Regions from separate parts of the Sparus aurata genome. Here region 2 is linked to region 1. The links are chromatin contacts, called in public Hi-C maps. All regions are on one chromosome and are shown on one strand. The core of a region is the stretch at or near the end of the contact, and the rest is flanking DNA. Distances in the headings are between cores, read along the strand shown. Region 1 holds the start of cry1a (cryptochrome circadian regulator 1a). Region 2 holds the start of LOC115595508 (PR domain zinc finger protein 5-like).

Region 1 (5,916 bases), core at 1,537-4,036:
TATAAGAATAGAGACCAAATAATTATATATATTTAACTTTATGTTGTTCATACTTACAGCATTGTGACAATATTTATATGCTTCTCGGTTATTTACATTATATACAATTACATATATTGCTACTACACCTCATAATAACAATGAGCATGAAGTAAACTGGGGAAAGAATGAGAAATATTACATAAAAAACTAGTATAGTGATGCACATAGGGCATTGAAAATTATCTGCATATAGCTACACACAAAAGAGAAGATAAAAGGACAACTCTTAAAGCTTTTCTATTCTATTCTAAGTTATTGCATATATATTACATGAGCCCAAATAAGCAGTTATAGTGTGAGAAAATGAAAGACAATGGCAAACGTGGCAAAACTATTTTGGCTTGTGCAGATAGATTAAACTATCTTAAAAAAAAGAAACATACAGTTGTTCTTGAAATAAATATGGTTGATGTAATCCTGTGTTTTAGTCAAGATAAGATGGGAAATAAAAGGTTTTATATTAGACTTTAATATAAGAAAGAATAGTCAGAATCCAGGCAAAGTTTCTGCACTTTATGAAGAAAATAGTACCGCCTCACTGAATGTAAAACTCTAACTTTAACACTGTAAAATGTGTATGTAGTATTTATTATAGTAGTCTTATTAGTTGTTTTTTTTACTTGTTTAAGTTTTGTTTGTGTTTATTCCTTTATCTGAAAATGTGTACAATAAAGGAGAAAGATATCTTATCTGTTATGCAGATTTAAGATATAATCACAACTAATCTGAAGTTGGCTTTCAATGTGCTTCTGCCTCATACAGAACTATTTGTGAGTTTTTACCAGCTGACTGAATGAACTGAGTAAACAAACTGACCTTCAAGGACAAGACAGTTTCATACTATTTGACTTTGTTTTTATGTGGCGGACCCTGCCACCTTTCTAGCTTTAAACAGTGACCTGAGGACCTTATCTTCCTCTGAGAACAGTTTTTTATAAAGTTGTGGAAACTTTGTTTTATTACCTCATTACTGTTGTTAATATTAAAAGTCTAAGTTTGGATTTCCTCTCCAAAACTACACAGTGCCACTCTAAACTGCACAACTGATTTATTATATAAAGTGCGTCAGTGGCTTTCAGCCTACTACTGTACTACAACAGTACTACAATGAAACACACTCACACACACACACGTTGAAGAGTGCGGGCGGATCATGCCTGACTTCACGTGCTGATCCGGGTTCTTTTGTCGTAAACAGGCCGGTAAGCTGTTCAGGCTGACACCCAGAGGGAGGAGGAGGAGGAGGGAGTCACAGCTGGGGTAAAGAAGGGTCAGCCTGTGTTATGATGTCATGTAACTGCTGCACGGCATTCACGTTTTTGTAATAATTCGAACAGCCAGGATAAAACTAATCTGATCATTATTAACTGTAATTAACAACAAGCATATTAGCATAATATAGGTCAAAACAGCCACGAAGAGGGAGAGAAGCTCCTCTAACCCAGACTCCCTTATAAAATCGCTCAATTTTGTGAATTGTTGAGTTAGGAGGAACTTTATAAACCTTTTGAAGCGCCGTGTCTGATATATTCTTAACTATTTGGACCTTCTTGTAAATTCGGCATATGTTATATCCTCGTTTTAGCACCACTAGTTACTATTTACACGCTGACAAAGACACTGTTTTTGCACTAAAATATTCCCATACCCCTAATTCATTTGGAGTAGTGTACTTTTAGTAAACCTCCCCAAAAACACCACCGTGCCGTTCACCTCTGCGAACTCTGTCTTCTCCGATATAACATGTATCGACAGAACTTTTATGAATTAGCATGCTAACACACTGAAGCAGCTCGTTCTACCATAAGAGGTCACAATTCAGTAACATCGTCACAAGTGTGTTAACGGAGCCACGCTAGCTGCCTGCTGTCTGTGAGGGCAGGAGAGAAGCACGCTGCAGAAACGTGACCACGCCGGGAAACGCTCTGGACCAATCGGTGAGCTCCAAGCTGTGTGCGTCCGTGGTGGGCGGTGCCAGTTGTGTAGGTGCGGTGAAGAGGGTGAGCAGCTATTCGTGGACGTTGAGGAAAATTTTCTGATACAGACAACCAAAATATCGGCTCGGCAGCGGGAAAGACGGCACACACGGAACCGAAGAGAATTCTAAACAGCTAAGTGTTGTTTTAGGTGACTTTAGGACGACGAGTTTGACGGAATCGCAGTCAGAAATTGTATTTACATAACCAGCTTTCTTGGTACTCACGGCAACCGGACTCGCGCCGTGACCTGTGGCCGTTAGCAGCACCAACTGCTTCAAAATACAGAGCAATTCACCGCTGTCATCTGATTCTACTTAAATAACATCGTTTGAGCACAGTTTTGCTAAACAACGCGTTTATTTAACGATTTAAACGTATTTCTCGGTGTTCGCGAAAACAAGTTATACAACAAGACAGGCTCGTGTCAGGTCCTAGCGCCCGCCGTGTTTGTGCCCGTCACATTTACGGGGAGCGCGCGCTGTCTTGTCTCGTGCCCAAATGGTTCAGCAGCCATCGGTTTCTAAATTCTTCGACATTATGGAAAAGGTCTTGTTAGAGCAAGGTTAATCACACATCTGGACCGCAACAACTGTATGCTGACAAGAGCATACGTGCGCTTTTTCTTCGATTTCTCAGTGGACTCGATTCTGCTGCTTCTGTCTGGGATTTTCTATTTTTGTTTTTTATTTTTAAACACTCAACACCACCAAGAGAGGAAGCGACCATCAAAAGACTGCTAATAATTCAAAAAGGAATAAAAGGACTCGTCCAGTTGAGTAATGGTCATTAATACGATCCACTGGTTCAGGAAGGGCTTGCGGCTCCACGACAACCCGTCGCTCAAGGAATCTCTGCTGGGAGCGGATACTGTCCGCTGCGTCTACATCCTCGACCCCTGGTTCGCGGGCTCTTCCAACGTCGGGATCAACAGGTGGAGGTGAGCAGTGCAGCCACTTGCAGAACACCATCACACACCTGACTCCTCTCTGGGATTGCTGTGATTTGTTTTTATAAGATTCTGTGACAAGTGCATGCAGCAGTTTTATATTTGACAGCATTTTCTTTGTGCTGATGAGCTCAAATGATTAGCAGACACATCAACTAGGCAGTTGGCAGGTAATGTTTGTGCAACTATTGATGGGGAGTTATTGATTAGGTCACTTTAGATGTATAAATGCCATTGCAGAGTTTTTGTGACAATCTTTTTGTGGATTTGCATCAATTACATGATGTCAGTTGGGCACTGCAAAAATACAATATAATCACTTTTAATGTTTTTGTATTGTTGGACAGACAAATTAATAATGGATTAGTCAATAAAAGTAACCAACAGATTTTTACCATAGATATATTATAGATATATTGACATATGTATTTATAAATGCACAATTTCTGCAACGACCTTAGAAAATCTGGTCATTAAACACTTGATGATATAGGTGGTATATTGGTGATATAGATAAGAATTGATGTGGATGTTTTTAATGGTTGAACATTACATTTTATCATCCAAATTGACACAATTTCACAGAAACAAAAACTTCACTATGACTCAAAGGTTAGAAATTACCCAAGGCATCTTTTCTTTCCTTATGTAATGTGAAAAAGAAACCAAAAGTTTAAATAGGACAACATATACAGCGGCACCGATCCGTGCTGTATCTGTGATAGGCAGATATATTGGTCGGTGTTTGTTGGTCTTTTTAATGCAGTATATTTGAACTGTCATATTGTAACTGTGATGATGTTGGTGCAGATGTATTTAAGGGCGCTGACCATTGTCGAGTGTTGGGGATTGGTTGTTGCGGTGTGTCCCACACTGTCGGCAGTCGTCCCTTGTCGGCAGCTTTTTCGGCTGGTTGAGCGTGTTGAATCACCGACACAGCTCGAAATCATTCAGCCTGGTTGTTCAGTCAGTTGAATCAGTTCGCGAGAAGAGAAACAGAAGGAAAGCCTGTCGCTGTAGCATCCATCGTTTCACCAAGACATATTTTTTATGAGAACGCACCAGGCGGCCTTCGTTGCCATTAGATGTGGTTGGTCTGGATTGGCATTGTAAAGCTGTTTTGAAGTGTCTGCAGTAACTTAAATATTTAAGCCCACTTGTAAAATATAGAAAGCATGTAACAAATATCTGGCACAGCTTTGTCAAACTGGTTTGCTCCTGCTTTTATCTTTACAGCAGGTGTATGCATAAGATGTTTTCCGCCACACTGTAGGTTTTGCTTGTTATGTCATAAGAGAGAAAAGGTACTTGGTAGCTGAACAAACTATTTTGATGATTGATTAAGGAGTTTCAGTAATTTTTCAAGCAAAAGTATAAAACGTTGTATCCCTATAGGTATTAACTTCATCTTTCAACACGACAGAAATCTCAACAGTGAATCATAGAATAATATTAAACTGATTAGATTTTTATATTTATCATAATATGTAATGAAGTTTGCTGAAATCTGGGTCAATCACACAATTGTGTCCTCTTTTACATAATGAAATTTTGTGGGAATAAAAACTGCAATCTCCACCCAGCAATCATCCAAAAAACAAACATCAATTATACCTTCAGATGCATAATTAAATGAGGCACAGTAAATATCAGGGGCTGAGATCAGACATTTATAATATTACTTGTTCCTTTTCCTCCTCAGAAGGTAAGTCAGATCTCAAATTGATAAACAGTATTTTGGTGTGTTAATCCTCACTTTCCTGCGAGACTGTAATTATTTCCAAAATGGATTGCGGTCTTAATGCTCTGTGCACAGCCTTATTACGGCATCAGTACCCAAACTCGGTCATATTAAAGCGCCACGGGTCATTGCGGCGTAGACCGAAAATCTCGAAATGTGTCAGTAGATTATGGCATTGTGAAAGACAGTCACATCATTTCTTCCACAAGGAACGGCACTTGGCAGATGTAGATCTTTCCGAAATCTGAAGCCACTGAGATGGAAATGAGGAAATATCTGCGTCTCCAGGCTCAATAAGTCTTCCGCATGTACCCGAGCTGAGACTAATGAATTATCAAGCGTGGTTTTAATCTCTTTGCATTGATTCTATGTAGTGAAAGCTTGTCTGTTCCTTCAGTCTGCACTGCCTGGAGAGACAATGAAAGGTGGATTATGTCTGTTCGTCTTGATGTATGACCTGAGTTTGACCTGTTTTTATCCTCACAGTTCATCGTTGGCGAGGCATTGCAGCATTTAATTCTTGCATTTTACATAACTGACATTTTCTGAGCAGACAGTAAGCCTGTGTGTGCGCACGTGCTTGCATGAATGCAAGATAGGACAACCTGTTTGAGTCTGGTGACACAATTAAGTATGTGCAGCTTTACAGGCTCATGTGACAAGAGATAAGAGCGAGGACGGGTTGAGTTAGCAAGAGTTTGCCAACCTCTAACCCACTGGCTCTGTCCTCCTCATTTCCCAACCTTCCACCTTGTAAACCGCCTTGAATAAACTTCAGTGTTAAGTGGGAAGTTTTTTCAGTCAAAACAAACAGTGAGCATCGTTTTTAACAAACTTGACAACCCTGTGCCGTTAGCCTGCAGTCAGCTAACGGCTCCTGTGTGGAAACTGGCACTTGAAACAGTCTGCACATGCAGCTGCTGAGTGAAAGAGCTCCTGAGATTTTCAGCACAGTCGGCGTCTCGCTCGATGTTTTTGTTTCCTCTCCTGCTGCGCTGCTCTGGTTTGCATTGCGGTCCCATGCCGTCACTGGGAGAGTAGGGCAGCGGCAGCAGAAAAGGCGCGCCTGTTCTGGAGCATCCATGTTATGCTTCATGGTTATGCAACGGCAGCATGGGATGACGCAGAGCTCACATGCAGAGCACTCAGTACGCCCTGATTCATTTCCTTTATTTCATTTTCATGCACGTATCAGGAAAGATATTAAT
Region 2 (5,558 bases), core at 2,172-4,671, 200 kb before region 1:
GTCGTAGTCCGGCCCGAAATCTGTCGGAAAAACATCCTGCAACAAACAGTTTATAGTTTAATGCTCACGTACCCCACAACCACTGCATGTTATACATTCTGCTGTAGTAAACATTGCTTCAATAATCGCAAGAAAAGCATCCTAACTCTACCTGGAAAAATTTCTCCTTCTCTTCAGCGTCTTTCAACAGCAGCTCAACTTGATCCACAAAGTTTGATTCTGGAAACTCGACCTCGGCGAAACAAGGCTGGGACAGAAAAGAATGCACAGATGGAGTTGAAGCAGAGAAAAATGGAGAAGCTATTGTAGAAGATGAGTCATGTTATATTTTAAGAAGCCAACCTGTGCCGCCCACGTGGATATGAGGGCCTTGATCCGCTCCAGGTGCACCTCGATGGTCTCTGAATCCGTTATCTGCTCGGCTCGACACAATTCGAGGACCACCTGCAACAAATGGTTTCACCTCAGGGTAAACACAACTGACAGGAGACGGCACCTGGAAATGTTATTCACTAACAGCAGGCTCAGATCCAGCGGCGGAAAATGAAAATGTTTAATAACTGTGTTCAGTCGAGATGTACTCTGGCTCGCAGGTGAAGTCGACAATTTCTGTCTAGGAAATATTAAACTCCTTCATCAGCTGCACTTACCGTCTGTCAGGCAATAACTCAGACTTTTATTGTTTAGATGTTGTGGATTTCAAGGTGACGTTTCTATGATTATACCCATTACCAACTGAATGCACAACGACAGGTTTTTATTCTTTGTTTTGACAGCTCAAGGAGAGAAATCAAACTGCTTGTTGTTGCCGTTTTACACCCTGTGTTTCCTTTAAACGTCTTTGCTAAACACTGCATAAAGATATCAGACAGTCTTACCCGAGCTCTGAGTCCCAGGAGGAGCTGAGCTTTCTGATCCGCGTTCAGAAGATCAGGTACAATTTCTGAAACGGTGCTGATGAACTCCTCCACCATCCCGTAGTCCTGCACGTTCCCCCTCTGGACGACCTGCCACATGGCCGCCGACACCAGGCGCAGAGGAGGGATGAAGAGGCGAAGAGACGGCAGCAGCAGAGGAGAGTCTGGAAATTAATTCACAATATCAGCGTCTGACTGTGAATCATCAGTGGTTCAGTTTGAAGTGTGTTCCAAGTTAAGATGTACTGATGAATTATTGATTCTGGCCTATATTAAAAATCTTATGCATGAAAATGTAACAAATACATTTCATCACTGGTTATTCTTGACTTTGATTGAGATTTCTATATTACCTGTAAATATATATTGGTTCCAAATTATCCATCATCAGTCTCCGTAATTACTAATAATCAGTATCGGTATCAGCTGATCGACCCCTACAGTTTAACAATAAACTTTCTTTTCTGAAATAACATCAATGCACTTAAATAGTAAACTTCACTGGCAATGTAGTAATCATAAATTACCTAAAGCATCTTTTATAGAACATACATATGACAGCTTATGTCGATACGATACATCTGTGACAGGCCAGTATCAGCTGATAACATCGGCCAACTAGTTTATCAATTATTAATCAAATCAAATCAATTGTATTTATATAGCCCCAAATCACAATCACATTGCCTCAATGGGCTTTACAATCTGTACAGTGAACAACATCCTCTGTCCTTAGACCCTCGATTCAAGTGAGGAAAAACTTCACGTTGTTCAAATGTTCACATGTTGATGGATCTTATTAGGTAGTAAACACATTTATGCAGGGATATCTACCATTTAATCTGAGTATCCTCTAACTGTTGGGGTAATATTGCCATTTTGCTGCACTTTCCATCATATTTGCAAACAAAACCATCTCTAACAGTTTCTAATTAATTATAATAACATACAACTATCTGACAGAGAAGGATGCTCAGGTCTTTGGGGTCAATGCTGGGTCAATGGCCCTTGTTGGGTCAGTGGTCCCTGGTGACTCTTGTGGCCCCTGGTGGGTCAGTAGCCCCTGGTGGGTCAGTAGCCCCTGGTGGGTCAGTAGTCTCTGGTGGGTCAGTAGCCCCTGGTGGGTCAGTGGTCTCTGGTGGGTCAGTAGCCCCTGGTGGGTCAGTGGTCTCTGGTGGGTCAGTAGCCCCTGGTGGGTCAGTAGTCTCTGGTGGGTCAGTAGCCCCTGGTGGGTCAGTGGTCTCTGCTGGGTCAGTGGTCTCTGGTGACTCTTGTGGCCCCTGGTGGGTCAGTAGTCTCTGGTGGGTCAGTAGCCCCTGGTGGGTCAGTAGTCTCTGGTGGGTCAGTAGCCCCTGGTGGGTCAGTAGTCTCTGGTGGGTCAGTGGTCTCTGGTGGGTCAGTAGCCCCTGGTGGGTCAGTGGTCTCTGGTGGGTCAGTAGCCCCTGGTGGGTCAGTGGTCTCTGCTGGGTCAGTGGCCCCTGGTGGGTCAGTGGTCTCTGCTGGGTCAGTGGTCCAGCTACCATCCACCTCTCCCAACCTGGCTCTGGTTGCCTTCATGGTCTCGTAACTGTGTCGTAATTACGACTTACCCAATAGAGTGGTAAACATGGCTGCGGTAGTCGTGACTTTCTGAGCTGTGTCTAAGTTCTTGAAAAATAGTCGTTTTGGGAGGACATTACTTTCATCTTCGGCATTTTTATGTAGGAAATTGATTTACTGTGTGCTTCTATGATAACCCTTCACTCGGACGTCAAGGTTAGTTGTCCTGTATCTTTGTTTTTAGCCACTTGCTATGTTAGCCGTTTCAGTTGAAGCCCGTGAAGGCAGCATCTGTCAACCGCCACATATCTCGTCATCAGCTGCTAATCAGCGCTAATGCCGACAGTTAGCTAGCTAACGCTATCTGAACCTTTAAATCAATTATTTCATGATAAAATGTAAGGACGGGTGAGCTAACTTGCTAGCTAGCTTAGCTGCCGTGAAGCTCCTTCAGATAACCACCGTACACATCAGCCCGCTGTAACGTAGCACAAAGCCACCGCCATCTCAGAGCGGGGTACGCCATGTTCAAAATCGTGCGCACACAATCCAAAAGCTAACCCCATAACTCTCGATGGGTGCGGCTTGTTTCAGTTCTTGTTGGCTTACCGTTTTCGGTGCGATGTGGGCTCTCCATTTTGCCTCGGAGGATATCCAGATAGGCGAGCAAATGAACTCGGGGTTGTTGTGAGTCGACGTCCGCCCGACCCTGCGGTGCAAGTTGGCGGGGAGGAAGGGCGGCTCGATATTCTGTCCGTTTCAGTGCGCAGGCGTAGAGAATAAAGTGTTTATCTGGCTTCACTCAGCAGCAGCGATCTGTTGGAGGTACACGTCTGGCTCGTACGGCCTGTTAGGGCATATCCTAATAATTTAAGTGAACAAAACTAGCAGAATAGTTTGATAATTTGGCCAACTTCAGGATTTCCTGTCAAGGGAACATATTCTTCTTCTTCGCCTGGTAGTTTTCAGGCCTCCATGAAGCTCGTCTGGTCATTACTGCCCCCTGGAGGCTGTTTGAGGAACTGAACCCAAACGCAATATATTATTGTCACACATTTTCCAAAGATTTTGCATTATTTTATGAACATATAATATTTGGATTCTTTAACTTTGATAAAATATTTGAAGAAAAGGCACATCATTAATCATTTGTCATTAATCTGTCGATGATCCTGGCAGAATTCTATATACATAAATGCAAGTTTTATAGCGAAAAGACCCAGTTTTTTACTGTATTTTACAATTTTTTTAAAGATCGTGTGAAGATAATTCAGAGATTTGATTCAAAGCACATAATAAATCTTTGAAACTGGTTGTTGAAACCATGTTTGAAGACTTCTGACTATATATTGCCGAATTGTGGAGTTAGACAGTTAATTGTTTTATCACCATTTTTGTGTTTAGGATGTTTTTGGGCAGGCCTAAACTCAGGGCTCGATGACACACCGGAGCATTAATCAGCATCACCCCTGCCCTTACACTGAAGCCTTGTAAAAACAAGGAGTCTTATTAGCATAATCAGCTCTAAAATCGATAATAACTGTTTAATTTTGTCACAACGAGCAGGCCATAAGAACCGTGTTGCATGTAAAGTATTTAATTTATGAATTGTACATTTTTTCATTTTTTTTTTACATGTCCCTCACATGTCCGCATTTATGGTTGCCTCCCTGGCTTCTTGTTATTTACTTGATTGTATGAATTTTGCTCTATGGTTTTTTTTTAGTTGTCTAATTGTTTGACATGTGTCATTCGTTCAATAAAGAATATGACAACTATTGTATTCCCTTTTTCCTTTAGTCTTCTTTTTGTCAAGCAAAACTATTAAATAAGCCATGAAGTGAAAATTGAACCTTGAGTCTATGGAATCAGTGATTATTGTCATTTGTGAGACCCCTCATAGGAGATATTATCGGCTTTATTACCGCTGCAGCTTACAACTATTTGCCTTATTTACTAAACTTCTCCTAAATAAATGTCAATAATTGTGCTGTAAAATGTCAAACAAGTATGAAAAGTCACCCTCACATGTCTCCACACTCCAGCTGACATATTGAAACTGTTGTATTATGGTTCAAAACCCAAAGATATTCAGTTTGATATCTAATATCAAAGAGATCAGAAATTATTCACACTGGAGGAGCTGAGAAAAATGATTTTATGGGGGGTAATTTTTGCTTAATTACACTAAAGACTATAGCTATCTAAGCCGTAGATTATAAGGGATGCTGGTTGTGTTCGGTGCAGTTTGTTCCTGTGGAGAATCCCCCCCTGAAAAAACAGGAACCCCAGCCAAACTGAGCTCCAGACTTTTTATGAGCCTGTATTTCTTTATCAGTCTGACTGCAGACAGTCCGTTGGCTTTGTGAGGGAGCTGTCACGACTTTAAGTACCTTGAATCATTTCCCCGGTCGCAGTAAAGGGATCGATAAAACACCCCGCTGCTGGGCCGCGGCCAGATCTGTCACATTTTCATCCAGCGGACGATGCAGCGTCCTTGTGAAGAAGAATTATTTCCAGCACCAGCACATAAAAATAAAACAAAGTTGTTTATATAATGTTAGAAAACAAATAATCAGAGTTTAGACCTTCAGAATGATTCAGTGTTTAGTAACTATCGGCTGTCACACCGGTCATATCGCCACTGTGGATATAAACTTCTACTTCCACGGACACGTCTGGTGATGTTCTCTCATTTTCTTGTCAACTTTTCTTTTGAAAAGACCAAAAACAATAGTTACTGAGCCTTACAAGGAAGTATAACCACCTGAGAGAGCTTACAGCCACATTCCACAGTGGAATCTGTTCCATCGTTGGCCAAAAATGACTATAAGCACATCGATGAACCTCGCTGTTGGAGGGACTGATTACCATAAACACATCCACTGAAGTTCATTGTGAGTCTGACCTTGAAATCTTAAAAATAGGAAGGATTTTGAAAGCAAAACTCTGAAAAATTGGGTTCCAGATACTTTGTTTCCTGTGTGAATTTTAAAGAACGTAATTTTATATTAAATACTTTTCAAGAAAGAATGCAGAATAATTAACCTTTTGTGTGAATCACTGGCATAAACGTAAATCCATAAGTTTTATTCATCGATT

The links. Hi-C and Micro-C count contacts between places; a contact is called where the count stands out from the background.
Region 2: a Hi-C map of an unstated tissue shows a contact between it and region 1, with 5 times the contacts expected there. The contact joins the promoter of LOC115595508 here to the promoter of cry1a in region 1. A contact is called at or near these places in 2 of 2 Hi-C or Micro-C datasets (skeletal muscle and an unstated tissue).

The regions. Positions count from the first base shown.
Region 1 is chr14:20,052,137-20,058,052 of fSpaAur1.1, reverse strand. cry1a (cryptochrome circadian regulator 1a) reads left to right here and starts at 2,786. Exons shown (of 14, transcript XM_030440701.1): 1 at 2,786-2,958. The coding sequence starts at 2,801.
Region 2 is chr14:20,252,154-20,257,711 of fSpaAur1.1, reverse strand. It overlaps LOC115595508 (PR domain zinc finger protein 5-like), which reads right to left and starts at 3,421. Exons shown (of 7, transcript XM_030440090.1): 1 at 3,066-3,421; 2 at 879-1,081; 3 at 343-444; 4 at 152-247; 5 at 1-36. The coding sequence starts at 3,093.